Regions from separate parts of the Zea mays genome. Here region 1 is linked to region 2. Evidence: chromatin contacts called from public Hi-C data. All regions are on one chromosome and are shown on one strand. The core of a region is the stretch at or near the end of the contact, and the rest is flanking DNA. Distances in the headings are between cores, read along the strand shown.

Evidence for each region. A called contact is a pair of places that touch in the nucleus more often than the background predicts.
Region 1: a contact with region 2 is called in a Hi-C map of tassel, with 3 times the contacts expected there. The contact joins the promoter of LOC109942288 here to the enhancer-like site in region 2. A contact is called at or near these places in 3 of 25 Hi-C or Micro-C datasets (ear, endosperm and tassel).

The regions. Positions count from the first base shown.
Region 1 is chr9:72,205,046-72,208,642 of Zm-B73-REFERENCE-NAM-5.0, reverse strand. It overlaps LOC109942288, which reads left to right and starts at 1,758. Exons shown (of 3, transcript XM_020544178.1): 1 at 1,758-1,803; 2 at 2,194-2,397; 3 at 2,477-2,541. The coding sequence starts at 1,758. The coding sequence ends at 2,541. LOC100282763 (Ribosomal protein L1p/L10e family-like) reads right to left here and starts at 145. Exons shown (of 10, transcript NM_001374368.1): 1 at 1-145. The coding sequence starts at 67.
Region 2 is chr9:71,918,768-71,922,535 of Zm-B73-REFERENCE-NAM-5.0, reverse strand. No RefSeq gene overlaps it. Among protein-coding and RNA genes, the nearest start is that of LOC103638474, 5.8 kb to the right of the region's middle. Within about 2 kb of position 2,200, at least 18 of the 20 cell types and tissues checked have an H3K27ac peak or open chromatin away from gene starts, as enhancers often do. A contact at or near this core is called in ear, endosperm and tassel, where this site is marked.

The sequences.
Region 1 (3,597 bases), core at 509-3,008, 290 kb before region 2:
GTGAGAGCAGGCGGTGGCGCTGCGGGTTCCGCCGCAAGTATGAGAAGAGGAGCCGGAGGTGAGCCATCGGGGGCGTAGCGCGTGGTTGCGGCGGTCGGCGGCGACTCGCGAGGCCTGGGGTTTTAGTCTGGAAGATGTAGGAAATGGGGGGAGGAGGAGGGTTTCTCGCGTTAAGCAAGTGGGCTGTGTCTACTTTGTTGGGTAGTTCCTATCATGGTGGGTCGGTTGCCCGAGTGTTTGTCTATCTCGGGCTTATTTCGTTGATGGAGAGAATGTTCCCATCTTGAGACGGCCCAGCCTGAGTATGAGTGGAAGACTAAGGGCCTGTTTGGTTCGTGGCTAACTACGCCACACTTTGCCTAAGGTTAGGTGTTCGAATTGAAGAACTAACCTTAGGCAGAAAAGTTAGGCAAAGTGTGGCAAGTTAGACAGTGAACCAAACAGACCTTAAGGGCATGTTTGATTTGTGGCTAAGGATCTATTTGGTTTGATGCCTAAGTTGTCACACTTTGTCTAACTTTTCTGTCTAAGGTTAGTTCTTCAATTCGAACGACTAACTTTAGTCAAAGTGTGGCACATTTAGCCACGAACCAAACAGCCCCTAAATGTGTCACACTTTGTCTAAGGTTAGTCGTCCGAATTGAATAACTAATCTTAGACAGAAAAGTTAAGTAAAGTGTGGCAATTGAGGTAACGAACTAAACATGCCTTAAAGTCAATTTCACCTATTGTTACGCGTGCAATTTGGCTATGGTTTGGTTGGTTGTCCTTTTTTTCCTCAGGTGTCTTTTCTCCAGGGGTGGACCCAGGCCCATGGCCGCCTGGGCCACGGTTCGAGATGCAGGCCCAATATTTTTTTAGAATAGTCGGCACAGCCTAGAGCTCGTGAACCCTAGGCGGCCATCGTGGAGTGCTCGTCGCGTCGTGCCGCCGCCTCTGTTGCCGCCTGCCGTCGCGCCCTTTGGGCCTCTGGCGCCTGCCGGTCTGGCCTCGCCCGCGCAGACGCCCAGTCCGTCGCCCAGACGTGAGACGCCCAGTCCTCTCGGCGAGTCGGCGGCGCCATCTGCCCATCTCCCCTCTCGGCGACGCGACGTCCTCCTCCCATACACCCAGTCCGCCGCTGGCCCGCCGAGCTCATCTGCCATCTCCCCTCTACGCCCTCTGCCGTCGCGTACTCGCGTCGTCCGTTGAAAACTTGAAATAGCATGTAGAAGATTTCAAGTGTTCAATCCCTTTAACTTTTAAGGCTTTAATTAGATGTTTTATAGAAGATACAATACAAGGAGCCGATAAAAATCAAAATGAAGAAGAGGCATAGAACATTATGGTCATTTTTCTCTCCAGCTCTCACACCCGTCGTGCCTAATGTGCATCCAAGATCAAACCTCAATTCTCAACCAATAGTGGAAACCGGAACCTGTAACAATCAAGCCCAAGAAATTGCAACTTCACATGAACAAGAGCAAGAAATTCCACCTTCTGAGCAGGTATTCGATATAGTTGTTGATCCTGGGCTTAGAAAACCAATTGATGAATACGATGTTAACATTAGGGATGCTGTTAGAAGAGAGTATTTGTTACAGGGTCCATGTCAACCAATTGGCCATATATATCCTAAAAAAGATGGGAGACCGACAAAGAAGATTTCATGATTCATGGTTCAAGAACCATAATTGGTTAGAGTATAGTGTTACCAAAGATGTTGCCTTTTGTTTTTACTGTTATCTATTCAAACAACAAATATCATTGTGCCAAACATGTTGGATACAACCACTGCTAGAGGTCGCTCAAGAGGTCGTGGAGGTCAGTTTATAACTTACCATCATCACTTGAAACATGAAATATTTAATGTGGTGCTTGACCAACTTATTGTGGAGTTGAACAACTGTTTTGGTGAAAGATCTACCCAATTATTGAGATGCATTGCCTGCCTTGATCCATGAAATTCTTTTGCCAATTTTGATGGAGATAAGTTAATTGAGCTTGCTAAACTGTATGATGTGGACTTCTCTACATATAATTGCATAGTTTTGAAAGACCAACTTAAGATATTCATTATTGATATGAGAGCTGATCCAGATTTTCTAAGTTGCAATGACTTAAGTGATCTTGCTGTGAGAATGGTTCAGAGTGACAGGCATGTTGTTTTTTCATTTGTATATCGTCTCATTGAATTAGCTTTGATTTTACCAGTGGCAACAACATCTGTGGAGAGAGCTTTCTCATCTATGAATATCTTTAAAACTGAGTTACGAAATAAGATAGGAGACGAATGGCTTAACCATCGTATGGTGTGTTATATTGAGAGGGATATATTTACAAGCATTGAGGATGCAAAGATATTGAATTATTTTCAAGGCATGAGAACCCGCAGGGTGAATCTACCTCGCACTAGTGGTACGTACCAATTACTAATATTATTAAATTTATTCAACATTACATTTCAAGTCGTGTTCTTAATATGATTTCCTTCAAGGTTCTGGAGCAAGAAGCACTGATGTTGATGTTGACATGATACATTTGGAAGGAGCTACATCATAACTTGTATGTCATCTTTAACATCTATGACAACGTTGTATCGCCGTACAATTTTTCTTTATATGCTACTATTAGAGTTTATGGTCGCTTCGGCCCGGGCCTTGGCCAATTTCTGGATCCGTCACTGCTTTTCTCTATCTTTGTCTTTGCTATTATAAAGCACCAATTTTCATGGTTCAATGGTTCCATGGTTGCAATTTTAAAAAAAAAACTTCTCAAATTTGAAACACCAATTTCCATGGTTCAATCGTTCCACGGTCCCAATTTTACAAAAGCACTCCTCAAATTTGCTTCAATCAACCCGCCTCCCGGTGACATAGTCGTCATCGCCCTACCATGCGCGCGTGCTCGCGGCATAACTTTATAAAAATCCCCCTCGAATCTTTAATCAGCCTGTGGTCCTCCCACCTCCACGGATGTGCATCCCTCTTAACCGCCCCAGCTTCTGCCTCTTCTTCCTCTCAACCCTCAGGACACAGCTGTCCCGCAACAATCGTCGTCCAACTCGCCTCTCCACAAACGTCGTCCCGTCCAACCCCCGCTTTCCGCCTAACCAACAAGGATTAACTCACTCAAGCCACGCTCCTCCTGGTGGGATTCCTCTTCATCACGGTCGCTCGACGAGGCCGATGAAGCAAACCAACAAGGATTAACTCAAGCCACGCTTCTCTACGGCACACTCCTCCTAGTGGGATTCCTCTTCATTGCAGTTGCTCAACGAGGCCGCAGAAACAATGGAGGCCTTCCGCCGAGTCCCACGAGCCTACCGCTCTCAATTATTCTTCAATTAACATGCAGTCCTCCCACCTCCACGGGTGCGCCTCCCTCCCAACCGCCCCCGCTTCTGCCTCTTCTTCTTCACAACCCTCTCTGCACCCAACCGTCCAGCAACCGACGTCGTCCACCCCGCATCTCCTACCCCAACCCGCCTCTCTGCAAACGTCATCCCATCCAACCCCCGCTTTCCACCTAACCAACAAGGATTAACTCAAGCCACGCTCCTTTACAACGTGCTCCTCCTGGTGGGATTCCTCTTCATCATGGTCGCTCGATGAGGCC
Region 2 (3,768 bases), core at 951-3,450:
CTATCTATTTTCTAACGTGAGAAATTCAAATATAAAATTTCAAATATGGGAAATTCAAATATAATTTTTATTACATATGTGAATTTGAATGTGAGAGTTGTCAACTATAAAGTTACATAAAATTTTGAGATATATAACTTTTATTTTGATTGTTTCTTCATGTGAGATCGTTCAAAACAATCAAATTTTTGGTCGCCTTTGCAGTAAATAGAGTCTTGTTGCTATAAATCAAATTTGTAGTAGTGCAATATTTTATAAACTTGTCGCACGATATAATGGTGCATACAAGGTTGACATGTCCCTTATAATTTGAGTTGATGATAAGTGATTATCAATGTATAGCATCTCGGATTGAGTCGTGGATTAACTGAGGCATGAGTTATTGTGCTGTGTAACCATGTCTCTCGGCTTGTGGTATGCAGGTGTGCAGTACAGGGACGGTGGTCGATGACGAAGGTGAAGGTCATGCGAGTTCATGCCGACGGTGAAGGACAAGCGCTAGGACTTGACCGAGGGACTAGAGTCGCCGGGTGACTAGCCAAAGTGGCTGACACCTGGGATACGTACCGATGCGAGGACGTGGCAGAGTGGGTCGTGTTACCGGTACGATCAAGGACTTGCGGGGCAACGTGTTCAAGACGTGGGGGACGCACATGCGGTGCACACTCACGAAGCTTTCGGTTGTGACACCCAAAATCCTATTTTGGTGTTTATAAGAGTTTCTCCAAAAGATTAAGAGTTAAAATGTACTTTAATATTGGTCCTTCACTTTTAAAGTTATTTTCTCCTAAAATAAGTGGTTAGCAATACTAAGGCGTTGTTAGTAAAATATAGAGCTTAAGACTTTTGAAACTAGGATTTAACTTGAAATGCAGCAAAATAAGATATAATAATAGAAGACCCTTCATATTTATTATTCCTCTTAGTAATCATATAATAAATACTTTCAAATGGTTGAATAAAAAAAGTAACTCAAAATAAAAGATTATATAACTCCTTTCCCTAAACTGAATAAATATTTTATAGTCATGTTTTTGTGTATAAATGAATAATAAATACTAAGTTTTAAATGTGGTCAATATTGATCTTCTTAACTAAATAGTATGAAAGGATCTCTTATTATTTAATGCTATGAATCAAATTTTTAAAACAAAGGGTACTAGATAAAATAAAAATCTTGCATCCCATGCTGCTTAGTTTTGATTGTTTCATATTCTGTGCAAATTTGATTTTGGAATTCGGATATGAATGAAGAAATTGAAATAGAAAAGATAAAAGAAAAGGGGGGACTGTGCTGGGTTGATTCCCTCGATCCGGCCCACTTCTCTACGCCCTCGCCCCAAGTTACCCACTCGAACTACGCAGCCCAGTTTCCTCACCCCCTCCGCTTCACCGACACGTCGGGCCGACTTGACAGCGCTCCCTCACGCGTGGGGCATGTTTACCATGAAACGCTGACTGGTGCCCCCAAACCCTCATCAGGGTTGTTGGGATCGGGTCAAACACCCCCCCCCCCCCCCCCCCCCCCTCTGGGTGTGGAATTTGCTGGCAGGGGCACAAAACCCGAGCCCCGCTGCCCCTCTGTCCATAAGCCAAGTCGGAACAAGCAGCCCCCAAGCCGAGCGCGCGTGCAGAGTGAAACAATGGGAGGGAAAAGAGAGAGAAGTCGACAAGTCGTGACTGCCATCATCGAATCACGAATAATCCTACGACGAATCCTCGATGGATTACCAGGGAACTTAGAAGTGGATCATAGAAGTTGGAGGGCGCAAAAGTGAGCCGACTACCATGAATTCCTCACTGAACTCCATGACACCGATGTGGGCTGCAAGAACCCGTGGCCAGTTCTCTACATGGTGCAATGCAATCGCAGGTAAGAAACTATCCGTGAAGTTCGCCTTGTCGTTCTCTACGTGTAGCACCGTTTATCGTGGAGTTTGGCGCGCTGTGGCCGGTGTCAGCCATGCGACATCGAGGTGCGCCGCCGCCGCGATGTGGGCGCCGCCCGACGTTGGTTAGCTAGGAGGGAGAACAGCTCCTGACCATCGATCCGGCCCTGATCAAACCAGATTAGAAGATGGCATACTTGTTCGCGTTAATGCGTTATAGATCCCAGTCATCGATCTCAGATCAAGTGGGTCTGATCCAGTTGGCAATGTTTTGGATCTGGGCCAAGGATCCTGGATCCCACGGTCCAGAGGGCGTGCCAGTTTAGATCTAATCTGAACCATTATAGGGAGATCCAACAGCTAGAGTGAACTCATACCCCTTTGGCCAGACAAAGTTTCTAAAGAGACCCTCGGTTTTATTTAAATGAATCCGTCGTCCACTATAACTAAAAGAGTATTACAATTGGATCCTACAATTCACAAAACAACCCCTAAGTTCCTGAAAAAGGTGTCCACAGTTCTTGGAACTGTGATATTCATAAAATCTGATAAGGAAATTGAGTTTAGGTATACAAATAATTCTAGAAACTTAGGAAATCTATATCTTCTTCATTTAAACACCGATTTAATTTGTTCCAGTTGCATTAGATTCATATAAATATTTACTATACTGTGACAAACATTATTTTGTCATATCACATACTTTTATAGTTAGATATTTAATTACCCTATAAATAGTAGATTAATCTTTTTATCACAGTAACCTGACTATAATTATAAGTTGACTAGCAGATGATCTCTAACCAAGTTATAACCTAGATTAAAGTTGAGTTTGTTACTTATTTAGAATATCTTTCTCACATAATGTATATTAATCAACTTATAAACATAGTTTTATTGTTTAATCGCCTAGAAGATGAGACAACCATATCTTTTTAACTGTAACTCCAATTTTAGTGATTCTCGAACCTACGTTCTTATAGCGACGCATAGAATATTCTTACGCTTTTGGTTAATATGATTTTGTGTAATGTTACTATCAGGTATCATAATTAGGGGTACCTATATTACGTCCCTAAATACACGCTTAACCCCAAGACCACCATCAGACCCATTCCTCGAAGTCAAGAGATCATAAACCACGCTTCGCCCGAGCCTGCCCTCAGACAAGGTACGTTCTCGGGAGGATCCTCGTCCTGGCCTCATAGGCCTCAGCCGAAGGACGCAGGAGATAGTAGCATTCGATGCGCACACCTACCCCTCACAGCGTTGCAGGTGAACAGGAGCGACACGACCGTGGTCCTATCGGACTTCACCAACTACGATGACTCATGCGGCCACTGTTCCCGCACACTGCCTGCTAACTCCCAATGGGACACACATACGACAAGAGTGCAGGCTGGCCCTCGGGTGCAAAATCTAGCTCGCCCAAAGCCGACCTGATCCTTGGGACAAACTCTGCCTCGCCCGAGCCCAACCTCGGTTACCTGCTCCCCGCTAATCTCGCATGAGGCCACTCCTTCAACTGTGTTGCACACTTCTATGAAACCTAGAGCGGGCTCGCTCTCGACCTCAGGTGGACTTCCGCCTCGCTCGAACCCGGCTTCGGCCTCGATATCAGCAACGGAAAGGCACCTGATGTCACCATAAACTATAGAGTTGACGTATTACCCAAGGGCTTTTTGCCATACTCATCACTGTATCAACCACTATGGCATGGGCAACCTCCTTGTCAGGTAGGCTCGGGTACATGACCGAGCCCTTGGCCCTGGCCTTGGCCCTGGCCTTGGCCCTCAACATAAATTGTGCGTCTCCACCAGACATAAGTCAACAACAAGTACAAGACCCTTGCTCCAGGCCATACCATCTACAGGGGCTC